2 separate regions of the Gossypium arboreum genome follow, and region 1 is linked to region 2. The links are chromatin contacts, called in public Hi-C maps. All regions are on one chromosome and are shown on one strand. The core of a region is the stretch at or near the end of the contact, and the rest is flanking DNA. Distances in the headings are between cores, read along the strand shown.

The links. A called contact is a pair of places that touch in the nucleus more often than the background predicts.
Region 1: a contact with region 2 is called in a Hi-C map of leaf, with 2.6 times the contacts expected there. The contact joins the promoter of LOC108471198 here to the enhancer-like site in region 2. A contact is called at or near these places in 2 of 5 Hi-C or Micro-C datasets (both in leaf).

Annotation. Positions count from the first base shown.
Region 1 is chr11:118,051,322-118,055,742 of ASM2569848v2, forward strand. LOC108471198 (L10-interacting MYB domain-containing protein-like) reads left to right here and starts at 1,892. Exons shown (of 3, transcript XM_017772806.2): 1 at 1,892-2,140; 2 at 3,050-3,409; 3 at 3,503-4,421. The coding sequence starts at 3,050. The coding sequence ends at 4,168.
Region 2 is chr11:118,009,599-118,014,062 of ASM2569848v2, forward strand. No RefSeq gene overlaps it. Among protein-coding and RNA genes, the nearest start is that of LOC128283459, 14 kb to the right of the region's middle. Within about 2 kb of position 3,068, at least 2 of the 2 cell types and tissues checked have an H3K27ac peak or open chromatin away from gene starts, as enhancers often do. A contact at or near this core is called in leaf, where this site is marked.

The sequences.
Region 1 (4,421 bases), core at 642-3,141, 41 kb after region 2:
ATTTTTGAGCTTTTCTGAGTTCTAATCGAAGTTTCGGGTTAGATTCACACACCTGATGTTATTTCTGATTAGCCACAGAACAGAGCACTCCTGAATCCTACATACGACATTAAATCATACTAATTAACAACCATGAATTAGACTAATAATTAACTTTCTCTTTACTAAAAACAACCCCCAAAACTGGTATTTGAATACTTACCCTGAAGAAAACGGTGATTTAATGGCAGCCTTTATCAGTACTTAACTTGCTAGAGGATCGTTGTTCGTCTCACAACACACTCTTATCAGTACTAAAATGAGCAGACTCAACATAAAAACTATTAAGATAAAGAAAATGAATCTTTCTAACTCCATGCGAACTAAAGAAAAATACTACATTACTACAGTAGAATAACAACCAACACTTACCCATAAGATGATTAAAAGATTGAGAATGCAAAAGTATGACACACCAAAATGATAAAAGAAAAATAGAAGAGATGGCAGTAAGAGAAAGTGAAAAGAACAAAAACAATTTTTCCTTATTAACCAAAGTTTACAGTAAAAAAAAGAAAGAAGAAAAGATGTGGATAAAGTGGAAAACTTTGGACAAAAGGAGTGGGGGAATGGGAGAGAGAGGAACGTAAGAGAGATTTTTGGATTAATTCAGAACTACCGACATCCCATTAAATCACATTAACTAATCACCAATCAGATTCTCTCAGAGTTCAAAATAAAAACAATTTTCACTTTGCACACATGAGGACTTAAACACAAAATCAAAGGGTAAGCTGAAGTTTTATCAATGAACCAGCAACCTCATTATTGTCAACAATTAAGCGAAAATAATTTATAAACTAGATGTTCAAAGATAAGGGTTTAGGTAAAAATTAGCAAAAATGCAAGTCAAATGATTCACACTTAGAACTTCACTCACACAGGTATAACACTTAACTAATGAACTAGATCACTTCATTTGTCATAATTCTCACAACCTTTACTCAAAAACATGATGTGACCACTCTTGGTCTTACTAACCCAATTTCTTCAAACATGCTTTTTGGGATGTGACACATTCTTTAGAGGTTACAATAGGATAAATTTGAAGGGGTTATGGACATCCATTTATTAATGAATTTACAACACTTTGAGTGTAGTAATTACTCCAATTCTTACTCTCCCCTTAAGAATTGAAAAGTGTAATTAGAGTACTCCAATTACATTCAATTCGATAGGGCCCATCAATTATAATAGTTACCCAAACATGTCATCATCGTGTAATTATAAGCAATTACACCAAAATTTAATTATCAGGTAGCTTTCCAAACACTACCTTACATAATCTTAAAACATTTCTATTTTAGAAAAAAAATTATGGTGTTTAAGTAAAAAAGATATAATATTAAATTTAGACCTTAAAGTTTACATATTTTGTTAATTTGACCTTCATTCTTTCTTTTAGCTAAATTTGACAATTAAACCTTCAAAAAGGTTAAATCGTTTTTGAAATAGAAATGATAACTAAAATATTAAAATTTTAACTATGTTGGCATGGCAATCCATGTATACTTCAGGTGATATAACACATATTATTTTATATACCATGTTAACAAATAATTTAAAATTATAAAAATATTTAAAAATATATAAAAATTCGTAAAAATTAACTTGAATTATATGTAGATTGCCATGTGAGTTGTCATTTAAAAAAATAACATTTTAGTCAATTTTTCTATTAAGAAACAGCAATTCAACACTTTTCAAAGATAAAATGATTTTTTTAAGAGATTAAGGGTCAAATTTAGTTTAAAAAAAAAAAGCCAATGATAAAAGATGTAAACATAGAAGAGTAAATATGATATTATACGTAAAAAACCAATTTCCTTTCTTTTCTTTCTCAATTTTCAGCCAAACGAGACGTTAACAGCTCCACGTGGCATAATCGGGCATTGCGTTCAAACGCAATCCCAAACGAAATTCGCAATTCCATCTCGTGACCGCGTTTGGGACCAAAACGTCCATCAACGCACGCGTTTGGGCAACCGCAACAAAGTTCTCTTTCCCAGATTCATCACTTTCTCTCCAACAAAAATCTCAATTCTCTTCCCTTTATTTCATGCATTAAACCATAGATTTTTCATCCTCATTTTGACCCAAGGTACCATTTTTCTTTTCGTTTGTTTCTTCTTTATCAACCCACCAATTTGGGGTTTAAATTTCGTCCGTGATGATAAAAATAGATTCTTTTGTGTTTTTCATTTCTGGGTTTTTTATTTTAATGCTTTTTGATTAATGGATTTTGGTTATGTTGTGTTGCTCTGCAATTTTCCTCCAATGGGTTTGTTTTTTTCCGTGTTATTTTTTCATGGCTTGAACAATGAAGAGCTAATTATTTTATTTATCTAATTATTAATGTATTATTTTAGGGTTTCAAGAGTGACTATTATATTCACTTATTTTTTTTTCCCTTGTTGCGTGTCTATCTGTGTTTCAGCATGTATGTAAGAATGAGAGTATATTTATGTATGAATGTGCCTTTTTTATGTCTTCATGTACGAATTAGTGTATTTATTTATGCATAAACGTGTCTTTTGTATGTAAGTAAATGCCTCTGGGTCTGTTATACATACATACATACATACATACATTAATGTATGTATGTATGTATGTATGTATAGAGGAGTGTTACTATTTTGTAAGAGTATTGAACCAAGTTCAACTCTTTGATTCGAGGACATGGATGCACCTAGTATTGGGAACCATATGTGTATCTGCAAACCTACAACTTTTGCATGCGAATGTGAGCGATTGATGCTACTGTGAGTATGTGGCTGTATATAAACGAATCTGGAATCTTATTGGCTTGGTCACTATCGGATATGTTTGGTTGGTTGAACTGTGATTCTCTGATTAAAGTATATTTTTGTTCGGAAACGGAAATGGCTTATACTTTGATGATCTTAAGTTCTTAATAGATGATTTTTTTTTTCTATTTCTTTTGTGTTTCTATAACTGGCTTGTTTGTATGATTCTTTTTCTCTTTTAATTTTGAAAAACTTTGTTATAGATGAAGAATGCTCGAATTCTTACGGTAGAGGTTCCTCGAGGTAGGAGTAATGAAAAAATCAAGGCAGTATGGGACAGGAACTTAACGATGATATTCTGTGATCTTTGCATAAAGGAAAAAGATCATAATTGTAGGCGAGGAACTTACTTTAAAAAGGAAGGGTGGTCGAGGTTGGTTGCGAATTTTAACAAAGAAACTGGTAAAGAATATGAAAAGTCGCAGCTGAAGAATCGATGGGATCTACTGAAAAAAGAATGGAAGCTATGGAAACAGCTCAAAGGGAATGATACCTGTTTGGGTTGGGATCCTAATAAGAACAATATCGATACTTCAGAGGCATGGTGGGAAAAAAAGTTAAAGGTACATGATTGATTTTCATAACGAAGATTTTATTAATCCTTTTTTCTATTTTCTCGTATATAAGATCAATAACACTCATGTATAAATGTGCAGCTAATGCCTGAGGCTACAAAGTTCAAAAATGGTGGTATTGATCCAGAATTAGAAAACAAATTAGATTGGATGTTTCAGGGTATCAATGACGACGTAACTTTCACACCCACATTTGGTCTACCGTCGATTGATGGAACTGATGATGATGAACCGCCTAAAGTAGAGGTTGAGGAGGTTGTCGCTGTAGAAGATATTCAAATGTCGAAAAAGGCAATGGGTGAACATTTCAATGAGATGGATAACCATTGCATGGAACAGAATCCTCAGGCTCACTCCGAATCCGAGCACCAGTCAGAGCCACCGAACCAGAAAAAGAGATCTCCAGAGTCAGATTCTTCTCATCTCAACAAGGGTAAAGAGAAAGTACCAAAACTAGTTGGGAGGGTTTCAAAACTATCTAGGCAGATAGATAGATTGTGTAGTGCAGCCGAAAGTATGAGTACGGCAACTTCAGCCAAGATAACTTTTGAGCCATACAACATTCCGGAGGCAATTCGAATGCTTGATAACATGGAGGAAGAAGTTCCGAAGATGAGCCAATTGTATTTTTTTGCCACGAAGCTGTTCATTGACAAGGATAAGCGGACGGTATTTATGTCATTGTCAAGTGATATCAGAGCTTGGTGGCTTAAAATGGAGATGGAGGAGAGCTCCAAGGCTGCTTAAAGGTATAAAATGACCACAATGGTGAGTACTACCAACATTTTATAACTTAATTTCAATGTATTTGATCAAGATGATGATCGTGATGAAGCTAGGAACCTAACAGTTGGATGATATCTCATCTAGCTTAATTATGTTGTGGGACCCTTCTTGCCTTAAGGTTTGTGGGAAATGGCTAACAATCTCCATTTTGATGTAGATAGATTAGTTAAATGTATGTTCACTTTTTATGTTTATTGGCAGTAATCAGTGAGTT
Region 2 (4,464 bases), core at 1,818-4,317:
AATTTTAATATTTTGAAGACATGAAATATAACACAAAAAGGCGAATTATAAAATAGTTATAAATGGTATGTATAATGTACAACAAATCAATGAAAAAAATAACTCATACGATAACCTAGTTTAACTTAACACTGCAAAAAGTTATTCACATTTCATTAATCAAGCAATAATTTTGGATGCAATCAATGTTAGCGTAGAAATATATGTCAAAATTATATATAAATTTAGATTTAATGTGAAATATGATATATGATTTTAGATATTTCAATTGTACAAATAAAACGTTAATTTTATTTAAATTATATATTAAAAAAATAAATCCAATTATTCTCATATTTGGTAAATAAAATTGTTTGTATATGTAAAAAGTAAAATTAAACCGATACTACCTCAAGTATGGTGTTAATGATTTGTGAAAATTAAAACTAAAATTAATATTTATGTATCAAATTGCACAAAATTAAAATATTAATATAAGTAAAAATAAATTTAAAATTAAGATAAAGAACAGCCTTTTAATGTTGCTTATGAAACTAGAAAATGTAGGAGAACTTATTTTAATCATTTATATAGAAAAATAGAATAGCAAGTGTGTCCCACGCACAATGATTGCAGGTGGGGGTTTAAAAAATAAAAAATAATTGAGAATAAAATAAAGAGGTGTGGACGTGGTGGTATTCACGTGAAGTTGTCCACTGCTTAGTTGGCGTGCGTTACAATTTATCTCTTAAAACCCACCCCTACTTTTTGTTCATTTCCGCTTTATATTAGCCCTTAAAATGCCCATTTTCTTCCTCTTTTTTTTTTAATTTATCATTAATTAAATATAATTACACCTTTTTTCGTTTTTAATTATAATCAAATTTATTTTATATATCTCTTAGTTTTAATTATGATTTATTATTTGATTTTTCACAATTATAATAATTTATTATGGGTTTATGATTTATATATATGTAAAAGAAAATATCACCAGATTAATGCGTATATAAATATTTTGATGAAAAAAATTCTGTCAAATTACCAGCAATTTAATCACATTTATGTTTTGTAAGAATAAATTATTCTACTACTAAAATATGCATAATCTTTAATGATTAGTGATGATAGTGATAAAACTTGTTGGTTAAGGTTGTTGTTTTTTCTTCCTAATAATTTCTTTTAATTAAAATTATTAAAAATTTTCAAACATTTTAAAAAATCAACCCAAGGCTGCTTCTAATTGTCAGTGGATGGAAAAATATGATATCTTATTTTGTTAATAAGTATATATACATAAAATTGTATTTAACTAATTTAATAAGAGAGATTGTTTTATTCTTTTTATTTTTGTGAATTATAAGAGAAGAGTAAATGTTTAACAATAACACGATTAGTGTGACTTGAACCTAAATTATATATGAAGCAATGAACCCTAAATATTTTAAAAATAATATAAAAAATTGAGACACAATATGATGAGATATTTTTTAAAAAGATATATATAGTTTGATGTTTAAATAGATGAAGTTGAATTACTTCAAATATTCCCATAACAGATCACACCCATGACTATCCTTATCATTAATGCTTCTTATGAAAGATATAAGAATTTGATGGATTTTTTTAATTATTATTATCATTATGATTTCTAAGGTGTCCATTAATCATTGGGTTGTTGTTTTCTTAGTTAATCTTCTAAAACTTCACTAATTAGACAGCAGTAAAAAATAACAAATACATAAGTTAATATTAAAATAGTTTATTCATAGTCCTCCTCAATCTATAAATAAGAAGATAATATATTTTAATACACTTAAATTCACATCCTCCTACATTAATACTAATATATATGTCAATTAAGTTAATATTCAATCCATCAAAATAAACGTGAATATTAAAGATAGGTATACTTACGTTTTCTAATACAAATATGAATCTAAATATTTAATAATATTATTAATTATTTTTAAGTGTGAAATGAAAAGGATGTGATAGGGACGGGGCGACACCATGAAGAAGAAATAGCAGATAAATTTCATGCGGGACAAAAAGAACAGGAAAAATAAAAAAGACGTAAAGAGTAACAAAATAAACAGCTTTTTTTACTCTCTTTTTTTCTTTTATCATTCCTCTTCCGTCACCATTGCGTAAATATAAACTTTCATATAAAGCATTCATACGAAATGGAATCGATTTTATTTATTATATTTATAAATATTAAAACTTAAATTTATTGATATTTTTATATTTAATATCGTATTGATATAATGTCTACATATTATAAAATTAAATTTATTATTAGACTAATATAAAATATTTTACATTAATTTTTCGTCACTCAACTAACGACAACTAATAGAGAATGACTAAAGTATTTAATTTTAAAGAATATAATAATTAAATTAAAAAATTATATTTAAGTGACTAAAATAGAAGAAAAGTAATAATTTAGTTATATTTTTTTGTGCTTTACCCTTTTTATAAGAAAATCTTGCAAATCATACACAAATTTTACATATTTCAAGGTAAAGTTGGGTTGTTAAATTGGGACAAACATGGCCCCAACTTGTTAAGTTGGACTTTCATGGATTTACTAGGCCTTGTAGTTATAAATATGTTAGTACGTAATATATATATATATATATATATATATTAAATACTCCAAATTCAAGGTATATATATGTGTTTATGTGATTTAGATTTGAGTTAGATCTAAATTACTACTTAAATAAATGGATACATTATTAATATTTTACTTATCACAAAGCAATTGGGTTTATAATTTTAGTATTATCTGTAATTAGTTGCACCACATAGTTAGGACCAACAATTTTCACAACATCTAAAAACAAGTTGGCAAGAGTTTGGACATCTGAAATCATGTTGGATGCATCAATGGATTTGATAAAGCATAATCCTTTTGGATAATGCACTAGAACTTTATCTCATATCAGTCCAATTAAAAGAACAATATAAGTCCAACTAAAACATCACCTCAGGTGACCAGTAACAGTAGGGACATCAAAAAGCGAAAGTAGATCTAATCTCAAATTTGGGATGTCCGGAGACTGGAATAGAGATGGCAAGCCGAAGTCGAAGGGATCGGTGGTTGAGGGAGACGAACAGGAAAGAAGACTGAAGACTGAGGCAGAAGTAGGTCTGGGTCACGTGTGTGTGTTTTAGTTTTTGCTTTTTAATTATATTTGATTTTATTTTTTATTTGGGTTAAATGCATTTGCTTAATAGGTTGATTGAGCTTTTATTTCAGGCTTGACCCAGCCTGAAGAAGCTTTAATTTTTGAAAAATCGGCCTGAATAATTTTTTACTGGTTTTTTGGTTCGTGGTTTAACCACGGTTTTTCTTGATTTACAATCTAATTGGTTTTTTTCTAGTGTTCGGATAAAACTGATTCAGTTCAGGCATCATTAGCTATAAAGAGTTAATCTGATTCATACATATTCTAGTTGCTAACTAGGTGATGGATACAAACGAATTATTTTAGCTGTTTGGATTTTTTTTAATTCATCGTGACATTTAGAAGAAGAAGAAGTAATATTAATAATATTAGACTAGTATTTTTAAAAAAATTGATGCCCTTCAATCACTTTTTTAGCTGCTGCAGCCAATGCTAACAAAAAACAATAAGTAAAACAGTGAACATAATAAGTATATCGACATTTATTCAAAAGGCAAGCTTATAAGCCATTAAATCCCCCCACACATATTGTTTTTTCCATTGTAACCTTGATCTCACATATTTTGTATGTCAAAACTAGTTGTAAGAGAACATTAAAAATCTCATTTTCAAAGTCATTGTTGTAATATCTTTAACATGGACTATATAAAAAACCATTCTTTTACCTATAATTGTTTATAAAAAAAACTCAAAACAATTTTCAGTTGCTTTTTTTTTTTTTAACTTGTCTCTCACTTTATCTACAAAAATGTAGAACTTTATCACCAATATATTCACTAATTACATTATGAACTCTATCAACATAAATTTGCAACATATTTTTCCACATTGTTGAAAAAGTAAATGTAGCATTTTGTGGAGCACTTTTCAAAATATCTTCATCTTTTTTATCATAAGATGCTAATAGCAATAACAATTCAAGAAAGTTTTCACGATTTTTTTATCTCGAGCTTTCATCATAGGCTCTAAAAGCAGAACTGATACATGCACGAATGGGATGAAATTTAATAAATTTCATTCACCAAAGCTGCCAATTTTTAAGTTTGGGAAATCAGTAGACGTGTGACAACTTTTTGGATGGTATCTAGGCATTTCTGGATTGAGATGTCTTATGGTGTTCAAAGACCTAACTCTTAGTTTCGAAACACACTTTAAATCACTCGATTTTGAGTTCGGGAGCTCAAGTTATGATCATTTTAGTGAAGACTGTGCGAGCAGAATTTCTGGACGGGATTATGATGGGAATTACGAGTTTCGGGCATTTAACTCAAGTTTAAGTCATATT